Regions from separate parts of the Mus musculus genome. Here regions 1 and 3 are each linked to region 2. The links are chromatin contacts, called in public HiChIP or PLAC-seq maps. All regions are on one chromosome and are shown on one strand. The core of a region is the stretch at or near the end of the contact, and the rest is flanking DNA. Distances in the headings are between cores, read along the strand shown.

The links. HiChIP or PLAC-seq counts read pairs in DNA pulled down with a chosen protein or histone mark.
Region 1: a FOXA1 HiChIP or PLAC-seq map of pancreatic cancer cells shows a contact between it and region 2. The contact joins two enhancer-like sites. A contact is called at or near these places in 2 of 115 datasets of contacts at active chromatin or transcription factors (microglia and pancreatic cancer cells) and 1 of 9 other capture datasets (pancreatic islet).
Region 3: a FOXA1 HiChIP or PLAC-seq map of pancreatic cancer cells shows a contact between it and region 2. The contact joins two enhancer-like sites. A contact is called at or near these places in 2 of 484 Hi-C or Micro-C datasets (CD8 T cells and embryonic stem cells) and 2 of 115 datasets of contacts at active chromatin or transcription factors (differentiating embryonic stem cells and pancreatic cancer cells).

What each region holds. Positions count from the first base shown.
Region 1 is chr4:150,574,433-150,578,589 of GRCm38.p6, forward strand. All of the region lies in intron 12 of Rere (arginine glutamic acid dipeptide (RE) repeats), which reads left to right. Among named protein-coding and RNA genes, the nearest start is that of Slc45a1, 76 kb to the right of the region's middle. Within about 2 kb of position 2,034, at least 37 of the 459 cell types and tissues checked have an H3K27ac peak or open chromatin away from gene starts, as enhancers often do. A contact at or near this core is called in pancreatic cancer cells, where this site is marked.
Region 2 is chr4:150,743,747-150,747,830 of GRCm38.p6, forward strand. No RefSeq gene overlaps it. Among named protein-coding and RNA genes, the nearest start is that of Gm36600, 41 kb to the left of the region's middle. Within about 2 kb of position 2,500, at least 125 of the 459 cell types and tissues checked have an H3K27ac peak or open chromatin away from gene starts, as enhancers often do. A contact at or near this core is called in pancreatic cancer cells, where this site is marked.
Region 3 is chr4:150,971,175-150,975,281 of GRCm38.p6, forward strand. All of the region lies in intron 1 of Gm30120 (a long non-coding RNA gene), which reads right to left. Among named protein-coding and RNA genes, the nearest start is that of Gm30120, 7.7 kb to the right of the region's middle. Within about 2 kb of position 2,242, at least 42 of the 459 cell types and tissues checked have an H3K27ac peak or open chromatin away from gene starts, as enhancers often do. A contact at or near this core is called in pancreatic cancer cells, where this site is marked.

The sequences.
Region 1 (4,157 bases), core at 784-3,283, 170 kb before region 2:
GATCAGACTGGCCTCAAGCTAACCAAGATCCTACTGACTGCTGGGATTAAATATATGTGCCACCACTGCCTAACTAATAAAGATAATTTTTTTAAAAATGCTTTAAAGAAAAAAAAAATGAAAAGGCTAAAGTACTGTTTAACTGTTGCTGCAATGGACTGCTGTTGTCTCTGCCACTCATGCTGTGGGCTTCAGGCAGGTTACTGGACACTTTTGTTTTTTGATTCCTGTGAAACCATGTGATAACTCCAAGTTCTTAGACCATGAGTGAAAATTTAAATGAGGTGATATCTATAAAGAGTATATAAAAATATTTTCCCAATCTATTATATTCTGTTGAAAACAAGTCTTTGTGTGCACATATGTGTGCTTGCTAGGGATCAGACCCTGGTCGTCATCATGCTAGAAAAGTGTTTCCCGCTGAGCTCTGCACCGTTGCCGCCACACCATGCACACAGTGGTTCTGCTCTGGAGCTGTTCTCCCCGTCACCTGTCCTTGCTCTTGAGTTACTCGGGAAAGGTGGAGGAGAGCCTACAGGAGTCCCTGGGTGGGAGCAGGTCTCCTTACCTTTGGAGGCTCCTGTAGGAGTCCCATTCCTCCCATTCACTACAGGCCTTTATGTCTGATAAAAGTGCCTGTGCAACGGACATCAGCTTTCCTAACACTTGGTTTCTGGAGTTTGTTATACAGGGGCTAGGTCTGGCTTTCCTCTGAATGCTGCTGCCCACTGAAGTGGGAATAGTGGCTGTGATTAGGAAAACCAACTGTTTATAGAGGGTTAGTTGAGTGGGTATTACGTGTTAACCTCATGGCACCCGAGAGAATAACAAGTCAGATCCTTTTAGAATTACATCTGTGCAGATACCCAGTTCTTCCTTCCTTTTTCCCCATTTGCCTTTCTTTAACATATGTATAAAATATGGTTAGTAGATTAAAATACTAGGAGTGAGCAGTGTCTCAGAATGATTGAGGCTGCCCACTGCAGATCTCTCAACTGTTTACACAGAGGTCTGGGTGTTAGTGCATCGATGTAAACACTGCCAAGTGTCCTGCACTTCTGAGAAGACAGGGCTAGCTCCTCTCCCAGATGTTCTGGAATTTGCTGTCCTCCAAGCCAGGTCTCTCATTCTAAGTGCTGTCACTCTGCTGTTGGGTAGATGAGTTACATGGCCCCTGACCTTGTATGTTAAAAATAAACAGGCCTAATAGACTTAGATCCTGATCACCCACAGGGAACCTATCTTATAATACAGATCCCAAAATAACTCATTTCTCACATACATGGCCATTTCTTATAAAATCTCAGGATGACTATACTCAAAACATAAGGATGGTCTCTCTTCATCTTGCAAACATGGCTGCTTTATATGAATGGAAGAGTGGCTCCTGGGAGATTGTCCTCTGAAGGCTTTGTGTACAGCTCTGTCTGCTGTTGCCAGCAGTGGAATGTGGACAGGAGCACCACCCTCACCGATAGGGAGCAGTGGCTCCTGCTCAGATGCAGTGCAGATTAGCAAGAAGACAGTTTGATTTGGCCCAGCTCTGTAGGAGAGAGGAGCCTGTGGGGAGGGAAGGCACGAAAGCACTTGTCCTGGACATCTTAGCTGCCCTTCTCTTAGTTTCCAACAACTACCTCAGGAAAGATTGTACTCTGGTTATTTGTAAGTGCAGGTGGTCGTGTCCGAGTGTTCTCATCAGATCGCATTCTCACTCCAGTCTCGGTGCCATGGGTGAAGAAGGCAAAGAGGAGACAGTTGTGAAACAGAACCATGAGGGATGAGCTTGTGCTCTGCAGGTTGCGTTTCAATGCAGGCGGATCTGGCTCGCATCGCAGGCTTTGGGTTTCCCAGAGAAGGTACAGTTAGTCTTTATTAAGTTTTTGTGATGGGGTGGGAAATTTTGGAGTTTTAATATGCTAGATAGCAGGGAAATCAGTCATGTTTCTGGGGGCAAATTCTATAGATGATTTGCAGACTAGCTCTGTGAGAACTACATCTCTAGGCAGAATGACCTGTGTCAGCATGTTCTCCCAGATGGAAGAATGAGTCATCAAAGTTCTGTTAGCATTAAGAGATTAAGAATTACTCCAGTGTTCAGCATGAAGTTTTATTTAATTTCCGATATAACCTTAGGTAAACAATGCTTAATCTTACATAAGAAAGCGTGGGCTTGTAGTCTGGGTTGCTACTCTGAGAACAGGCAGCTGTAGGACAGCTACGGAGTAACACTGAGGAGTTCTCTGCTCTTCACTGTGTCCCTCCAGTGCAGGTACTGACTGTCTTAATTGCTCACAACACAGTGGGCAGTGCAGGCTCTCGGGTTCCTTGTCCCTGCCTGTTGAGCCAAGATGGCTATTTTGTTGTTAAAATGGAGGTTTAAGTAAAATTGAGGTTGTTCAGTAATGTTTGGGAACTACTTACACAGCCTCAAAATCCTAACACTCCAAGGTATATTCTATTCTATTCTTTTCTCACATTTATGTATGCATGTGAATGCCTGCATGCATCTCTGTGCACTATGTGTAGGCAGTGATGGTAGAGGTCAAAAGAGGGAGTCAGAGCCTCTGGGACTGGAATTACTTGGAGGTGTGAGCCACCTTGCAGGTGCTGGAAATTAAACTTGAATCTTCCAGAAGAGCGGCCAGTGCTTATAATTACTGAATCTTTTATTGTTGTTGTTGTTTTGAGATAAGTTTCTCTGTGTAAAACTAGCTGTCTTGACACTTTCTCTGTAGTAGACAAGGCTTGCATTTGAATTTGAGTAACAGATGGTTGTGAGCAGCCTTTTGGATCTGGGTATTGAATCTTGGGTCCTCTAGAAGAAGAGCAGCCAGTGCTTTTAACCACTGAAAGACCTCTTTGACCCAATCATAGAACTAATCAATCAATTAATTCCTTTCCAAGATTTAGTTAGTTAGTTTATATGAGTACACTGTTGCTGTCTTCAAACACTTAAGAAGAAGCCATCGGGTCCCATTACAGATGGTTGTGAGCCACCATGTGGTTGCTGGGAATTGAACTCAGGACATTCAGAAGAGCAGTCAGTGCTCTTACCCACTGAGCCATTTCTCCAGCCCCATAGAGTTTCTTAATATAAAGCTTCCCCCCCCCCCCTCCAACTCTCACTCCATTTTCTTTTCTTAGAAGTACAGTTGTGGTCTGGAAAGATGGCTGGTGGTCAAAACCTCTTGATGCCCTTCAAGAGGACCTAATTTCAGTGCCTAGCACCCATGTGGGGCAGCTCACAACCACCTATAACTCTGGCTCAAAGGTCTGACTTCTTATGGTCTCTGAAGGTGCTCCGGAACACACAAGTAAAATTAAGTACGGAAAGAGAAAGAAACCCAGTTGTAACACCTTATTTTATATTTTAAAGATCTTATTCACTAGGTGGTGGTGGTATACACCTTTAATCCTAGCACTTTAGGAGACAGATGTCTGTCTCAAAGACTAAAACACAAACAAACAAAAATCTTCAAATGTAGCTTTCTTTACTGGCACAGCCAGCCTGGGAAGAAATGTGAGTAGATGTGAGGGATTAGTCAGCAGGCAAAATGGAGAGCATTTAAGCTCTGACCACTGTACTCTGCACAGCTCATCTCTAGGTGCTGCCTGATGTCTCCCAGCAAGTGTGCTGTGGTGCTGAGGGCTGTCTGCCTCAATGTAGTCACAGCCTGGGGCTGTTTGTTATTTGAGTTTTTGTTTTTGTTTGGTTGAGTCAGGGTTTTTATAGCAGAGACTGGCCTTGAACTAGAGATTGTCTTGCTTCTGGAGTCCTGGGATTGCAGGTGTAGGGCGCCATGCCAGCAGGCACTGTTTTAACTAAAGTAATCTAAGAGGGTGTGGCTGTTTCCCTTGTGTGAATGCAGCAGGTGTGTGATTTTCATGGAGGAAACTTGGTGCCAGTGTTGGAAAGAAAAGGCGGGTTTTTTAAAGCTGAGGTCTTCGCCCTTTGCTGTTTATAGTGTGTGTCCTACACCTGCTTGTGAAGTTATCCTACACGTGCAAACTGACAACTGACACCAGAGTGCTTTATCTTTATGCAGTGCATTGTTTGTAGAAACTATGTTTATAATGGGCTTTAAAAAAAAAAAAGAAAAGAAAAGATTGAGGTCTGGAGAGATGGCTCAGTGGTTAAGAGCACTGACTGCTTTTCA
Region 2 (4,084 bases), core at 1,250-3,749:
GGGTGGCGGACTGCTCAGACTAGAGTGCTTGCTGTGCCTGGGTGAGGACCTAAGTCCTGAGCTCCAGAACCAGTGTACAAGCCGAAGGGGGCCGGGGCAGGGGGGAGGGGCGGGGGGGGGGCGCAGGTGGTGGTGGTGGTGGGGTGGTGTGTGCACCTGTAACCATGGTGACAGGGAGGCAGAGACCGGTACATCCTGGAGACTTGCTGCTGGCTATTCAGTGTATTGAAAATTATGAACTCCAGGTTCACGGAGACACCATCTCTCAAAGAGGCCTTTACATGCACAGGGGAGCTCACTCTTTCGCATGCCTATGCGCACACACACACACACACACACACACACACACACACAAGAGCATTTGGGGAGAAATTATAAAGTTACCTTTATAAAACCAATGACATGATGAACACAATTTTTTTTTGGGTAGGCCTGGATATCCTGGAACTCACTCTGTAGACCAGGCTGGCCTCGAACTCAGAAATTCGCCTGCCTCTGCCTCCCAAGTGCTGGGATTAAAGGCGTGCGCCACTATGCCCAGCTCTGAACACTAAATTTAATTGAGATCACAGTTGCCTCAAGCTGGGGAGGTGGCGGCAGAGGAAGGGACCCTATTTAAGGTGGGGGGGGGGAGGGTCAGAGATGACTCTAACTCTTGTTTCAAAGGTTGACTCCAAAGACAGTCCTTCATATCACTCTGTAATAACAAAATATATTCATATGATATGTGCACATATTTACATGTCATATTCATTATATTGTAAGTATCCAATAATGTATACATTCTAATTTTTAAAAGAATTTTATAGGGCTGGAGAGATATTCCACCACTTAAGAGCACTGGCCTCTCCTCCTCTCCTCTCCCCTCTCCTCTCTTCTCTTCTCTGAGCTCAATTCCCAGCATCCACATAGCAGCTCACAACTGTCTATAACTCCTGCTCCAGGGGATCCATCTGATCTCCTCTTCTGGCCTCCACAAAAGAGGCACCAGGCACACATGTGGCACAGGGATGTGTGTAGGCAAAGCACCCGTACACACCAAATAAAAATAAATCTTGAAAAAATTGTATGTATATGTGTCCGTGTGTGTGCACACATGATTGGGTGTATATGTGTCTGTGTGTGTGCACACATGATTGGGTGTATATGTGTCTGTGTGTGTGCACACATGATTGGGTGTATATGTGTCTGTGTGTGTGCACACATGATTGGGTGTATATGTGACTGTGTGTGTGCACACATGATTGGGTGTATATGTATCTGTGTGTGCACATATGATTGGGTGTATATGTATTTGTGTGTGCACACATGATTGGGTGTACATGTGCTCCTGACTGCGGAGCATCTCTCCACACCCAGTTGAAAGCAGGAGCTGGAGAGATGGCCAGCAGTTGAGAGCACTTACCATTCTTCCAGAGGACCTGGGTTCAGTTCCCAGCATGACTCAGCAGCTCTTAAGCATCTGTAACTCCTGACCTCTTCTGGGCTCCAATGACCCTGCACATAGGTGCTGTGCTTATGTGCAAGCAAAATACTCACACACATACACTACAAATAAATCCTAAATCAGTGTTTAAAGCAACATGGGGTAGGAGGAGCCTGGGCTACATAGGAAGACCTTTCAATGTGTCCCCTTAAGAGCAACTTCAGTTGACAAAATGAATTGTCACCTGGAAAAGATTAATTGTGTCTCATCCAAAGAATTCCTCCTTATGACACTCCATTGGCCCCTTGCTGCCGGTGGTCTAGGCCCATGTGTCAGTCACACAGGGCTCTGCAAGCCAGTACCTGCCAAAGGACTAGATTTGATTTTCCTCAGATGTCATGCGGAGAATCCATGACCCTGCTCACACAACCTCCCTCTGCCTCCCTGCCTCTGCCTGTTTCCGTGCCAGCATGTCCTCCTGGTGAGCCTAGAGGATGCTCATGGGCTCAACTCCAGCTTCAGCCTTCCAGAGCCCAACCTCAAGACCTGACAGCAGACAGCTTGGAGAGCAGCTGAGGAGCCAGGCTCTGCTGGGCTGAAAGCATCCTCTGTAGGCTGGGATCTCCTGACATACAACGGCCTCTTCTCCTACCTGGATACTTCCGATTAGCACAAAGGGATCCTGACCATCTCCTGTGTGGACCAGCTGGGTCCTCTGCAGTCTCTGAGCTCCAATCAGCCTTTCAGTCTCCCTAGGAAACAGGGTGCCAGAGAGCTGGTGACTGGCCACAGTGACTGTTTGAAGCTCACCCACCAAGGGGCTAACCTGCAGATGCCCCCTGACTAACCCTGTTTCCCTTGGGCAGGTCACAGACCCTGCAACAGAAGGAGCACATACCCACACCCCCCAACACACACACAATGACTACAATGTTGAGTCTAAACAGGATGAAACTTTGGCCTCTGTCACTATTTATTTTTTTATGTTTTTAATTAAATCTCTGGGGTCACTGACACCCTGGAGCCAGAGAAATGCAACCCTGAAGCTAGCTTGTTAATGATACACCATCTGTCTGTTCACACGGGGCGGTCACATGATCTTTGCTCTGCAGAACATCCTGTCTCACTGGCCTAAACCGGTTTGTGGGTGAAATGCTTGGGAGAAATGCCAGACACTCTCTCTCTCTCAATCTCCCTCTCTCTCAATCCTCTCTCTCTCTCTCTCTCCCCATCCTACAATGAGCAGTCAGGAAAAAAAAAGAAATCAGCTCTTAGTATCAACTCTGTTCCCTTTGTGCCAACCGTGGGTAGCACGACATCACCCTCTTTGCGCTGTAGGAGTCTAGTGGAGTCACCTGGCTTCTGGTGGCACCCTCGGAGAAGGGAAGAGATAAAAAGGCGGCACAGTGCAATCAAAGAGGAGACTTCAGTCAAAGAACACGCACAGTGTCCTCAGCATCCAACTAAGGCTCTGAGGGACCCTGGAACCCCAACCAGGGTAGAAGGGGACAGAGCCAGGAGCCCTCTGACTTTGACAATGAGAGGGCGTATGACTCATTTTTACCCATAATACTCTGATCATTGACTTGGGCCCGAGATTAGATAAAACCACTTAAGACTGTTTTCCCGATGGTGGTTTTTAGACCTGCAGCTTTTAGCTATTAAAAATGTCTCAGGAGCCGGGCCTGGTGGCGCATGCCTTTAATCCCAGCACTCGGGAGGCAGAGGCAGGAGGGTTTCTGAGTTCGAGGCCAGCCTGGTCTACAAAGTGAGTTCCAGGACAGCCAGGGCTATACAGAGAAACCATGTCTCGAAAAACAAAACAAAACAAAACAAACAAACAAACAAAAAAAACCAACAAAAAAAATGTCTCAGGAAGGAAAAGTCCACAAAGGTCCTGTAAGCGCCGGCCCTCCTGTGCCCACCATCATCCCCAGGGCAGTGGGAATCAACCTGAAGGACTTGACTCTTGGAGGACAGAAGATGAGCAGCTGTAAACTACGCTTTATGAACTCCCCTGGACTTGGGCACTCCAAAACCGCTGGGACACGTTAGATGATCGCATGCCTGCAGAACTACCCTCAGTTACCATGTCAGAGCAGGTGGCAAGCCACCACAACATGGGAGTTTGTCCTGGAGTACCCTCCTGGGCAGGTGACTGCAGCTGCAGAGGAGGTAGTGGGTAGGGAGCAAGAAGTTGTATCAGATAGGTGCCTAGCACCCAAGGTCTAACATGTGGAAATCTGGGTGATGAAGGCCCTGGCTGCTGACAAAAGCAGATAGTGCCCCCGCCCCCAACACATCTTGCATCTTTTCTTTTGACAGTAGTTGCTACCACCCTTCTCTGCAGGCAGATGTCACTTTCTGTGTCACTAGGGATGGGATGGTCTATTCTTTTGTTGTTATTATTGTTTTGTTTTGTTTCTTCTAGACAGGGTTTCTCTGTATAGCTCTGGCTGTCCTGGAACTCACTTTGTAGACCAGGCTGGCCTCGAACTTAGAAATCCACCTGCCTCTGTTTCCCAAGTGCTGGGATTAAAGGCATGCATCACCACTGCCCGGCTTGGTCTATTCTTTTTTCCTGATAATTCCACTTTTTCCTTAGAGGCCCTTGTGTGTGTGTGTGTGTGTGTGTGAGAGAGAGAGAGAGAGAGAGAG
Region 3 (4,107 bases), core at 992-3,491, 230 kb after region 2:
AATAAATAAAAAGGAAAAAAAAATAAAAGGACATGCCCGTTCCTACGTATGGTGGAGGGAAAATTTATTATAGACACCTGGGAGAGCATAGCCAGAGGCAGACACATCTGGGAGAGTCTAGAGGAGTGGTCTTGACCCTGAAGCACGTGGGGGGGGGCAGGGAGAGAGGAGAGCCAAGTACAGAGCCAGAAGCCAAAGGTGCAAAAGAGGCAGAGAGGGTAGGTAACTAAAATGTCTGGATTATATAGGGAACAGCCTCTGGGGGTTGTGGGCGGGACCATCCCTGGGCTGGTAGTCTTAGGTTTTATAAGAGAGCAGGTTGAGCAAGCCAGGGGAAGCAAGCCAGTAAGGAACATCCCTCCATGGCCTCTGCATCAGCTCCTGCTTCCTGACCTGCTTGAGTTCCAGTCCTGACTTCCTTTGGTGATAAAGAGCAGTGTGCAAAGTATAAGCTGAATAAGCCCTTTCCTCCCCAACTGCTTCTTGGTCATGATGTTTGTGCAGGAATAGAAACCCTGACTAAGACAAATTGGTACCAGAAGTGGGGTATTCCTGTGACAACCTGACCATCTTTTGGGGAGGATTGTGGAAGGACTTTGGAACTTTGGGCTAGCAGGTCCATTCAGTGTTAAGAGCTCTGTGGGATGTTGTGTAGGAGCTTGGAAGATAATGTTTCCAACAGTGCAGAAGATGGAGGCCTGGCTTGTGAAGTTTCAAAGGGAAGATTAAAGACTCTTTTCAGGACCATTGCTATTTTGATTGTGAAGATTCAGTGGTTCTGGTTAGCTGGGGCTGAAGAATCAGCTGTGATTAACAAGATACCAGAACTAGTAAAGTGAAACCTTTGCATTACTGGGACTATTGATGCTGGTTAGCTGGAGCTAAGAAATTAGCTGTGATTAAAAAGAGACCAGCATCATTGAGGTGACATCTTCTGGGAAATGTTTTCTGAAAGCACAAAGAGGCTGTGTTCCAGAGATAGCCAAGGTTTTAATTCGTGCTGCAGCAGGACTTGGTAATGTGAAAGAGTCACCCAGGTGGTACTGGTTTTGAAGGCACGAAGGGGTCATGAAGAGTGGCTGAGGCTTGGCACTGTGAGAGGCCATGGAAGGCCATTGGTGAAGGTGCAGCTTCAGTTGGAATTGATGGCCCAAGACTGAAGGGGTCATGCAGTGTATTGAAGATGCCAGTACCATGAGATGACCACCAAGAACAGCAGCAGCAATGGAGTACAGGCAGCTGGAGCCTAGAAGACAAAGTGTGTGCTACAAAGGACAGGGCTGGAGAAGTGACCCAAGCCCTTGGAGGAGCCCAGAAGATCGTGAGTTGGATCCTAGACATTGGGCAGTTGGCATTTAATTTTTGCTCTTGATTGTGACTGTGTCCTGATGGTTTTTCCTCTCGAAGGAAGTATTTTAGTGGAGCCCACAGTTAAGAGACTTTTAATTGTAAAAATTTTAAGAATTTGCAAAGACTGTGGGACTTTTAAAGTTATTTAGACCTTGGGGATGAATAAGAATGTAAGGGTTGAGGCTTACTAATGATGTGTTTGTGTGTCAAGTTGACAAGGGGCCAATTGTACTGGCTAGTTTTGTGTCAACTTGACACAAGCTGGAGTTATCACAGAGAAAGGAGCCTCCCTTGAGGAAATGCCTCCATGAGATCCAGCTGTAAGGCATTTCCTCAGTTAGTAATCTAGGGGGAAAGGCCCCTTGTGGGTGTGACCATCCCTGGGCTGGTAGTCTCAGGTTCTATAAGAGAGCAGGCTGAGTAAGCCAGGGGAAGCAAGCCAGTAAGAAACATCCCTCCATGGCCTCTGCATCAGCTCCTACTTCCTGACCTGCTTGAGTTCCAGTCCTGACTTTCTTTGGTGATAAACAGCAATGTGCAAAGTATAAGCTGAATAAACCCATTCCTCCCCAACTGCTTCTTGGTCATGGTGTTTGTGCAGGAATAGAAACCCTGACTAAGACAATGCCTTACAGATGGATCTCATGGAGGCATCTCTTCAAAGGAGGCTCCTTTCTCTGTGATAACTCAGCTTGTGTCAAGTTGACACTCAAAATCATATGTGAGGTCTACCCTTCTATCAAGATTTTGGTTTGTTTGAGACAAGGTCACCAGGGTGGCTCCTGCAGAAGGCAGAGATCATGCCATAGGGATGAGGCCCAGACACAGCAGGATGGAAGTGAGGCTGCTGGCATCTTCTGGTACAAACCAGGATGCCAACCGTGCTCCGGAATGAGCAAGAGCCATGACTCACCGGTGACACGTCAGAGGCTGAGCCCAAACGTGGGTGCAGCACATTTGGAGAGTCAGGGCAAGTGGGGCAGGAGGGCAACAGAACCATCTTGGAGCTGTGCCAATTACCGGCTTTGGCATCCGTGGGGTGGGTAAACTGAGGCAGGCAGGCAAGGGGTCAGTGCTAAGAGCAGATGCCAGAACTAGTCTAGAAACTGACGGGGGCTGCTCCCTATGGCAGCCAGCAGTTAGAGAAATTACTCAGCAGACTTTTCTCTGAGGGAACAAAGCTTGATTCACTGAGCTGGCACTCCCTGTGGTCAGTGAGAGACTCTGAACTTTTTTCTTTTTTTCTTTCTTTCTTTCCTTTTTTTTTGTTTTTTTGTTTTGTTTTGTTTTTTGGTTTTTCAAGACAGGGTTTCTCTGTGTAGCCCTGACTGTCCTGGAACTCACTCTGTAGACCAGGCTGGCCTTGAACTCAAAAATCCACCTGCCTCTGCCTCCCAAGTGCTGGGATTAAAGGCCTGTGCCACCACTGCCCAGCTTAGACTCTGAATTCTTTTAACTGCTTGAGGTCTTTGAGAAAGAGAAGGAAAGAGAGAAAATTCATACCACACATGCACATAATACACACTGAGTAAATGAAACAAAAGGCAGAATAACTTCATATGTACAAATTCATACATGCATGCATACATACATACACATATTCACACATAGAATGGATGGAGCAAAGGTCCAACAAGCAAATTCCAAGCATTTCACAATACACATATGTACATACAGACATACACACAGTTGGTTGATGGGAGCAAGCTCCAGTATGCACCCAAACAAGCTTTACACACACACACACACACACACACACACACACACACACACACACACACACCTGATGGATGAAACAGAATTCCAGTACATTCCCACACAAACTTTACACAAATACTTACACATACATGTATACATATAGACTTGGAGGGTAGAAGGAACGAAGTTCCAACATACTCCCACACAAACTTTGCATATATACATACATACACATACATGTATACACACATACATATAGTTGATGGATGGAAGGAACAATGTTCCAACAACTTTATTCTGTCTCCCACGGTTTATACATCGCAACGAAACCTGCCAAGCAGTATAAAGTTACAATGTGATTGTGTTCTATTTTTCTTCTAGTGAATGACTATGAAAAAAACCAGTGTGTTCTTCAATACTTTTACAAGAAATAACATTATGTACTACAGGTTAAGAAAACAAATTATTGCCCAGAACCCACATACATTCATAACCAAGGAACTTGTAAGAGATTAACAATCTGTGAGCAGGTGAGGTAATTTTCTCAGCCAGTTTCTATTACTGGCAGGTTACAAAGAAAGGATCAATTATTTTTATTATTTATCTTTAAAAGTAATCTTATAAAAATCTTAAAAGAATCACAAATGTAAGCTTTTACATAAAAATCAATCACATGTATTTTAAATCTTCAGAATACATATCTACTCGTCAGCAATTCTTACTAAATCACATCAGGAAGCTGAGGGCAAAATGGGCACAAGAAATCAATTGTCACCGGTCCAGCCTCAGTGAGAGTCACGCCAGCCAGTGCTGCCATTGTTCTTGTTCCCTGATCATAAAGGTCCTAGCTTAACTAATAAGAACGTGCATTTCTGAACTTCAAATTGCCCCCTAAGGTTTTCTACATCAGAAGCAGTAGCAAAAACATCTTAGCCTAGCTTCATTAACAACTTTACTTTTCCAAATGTTTTCTAAGGGTGGTGGTTAGAGTTGACAATCTACACCTCTAAGTTCTTTCCAAGGGTGGTGATTGAATCATTAATCTGCTCCAGCAGCAAT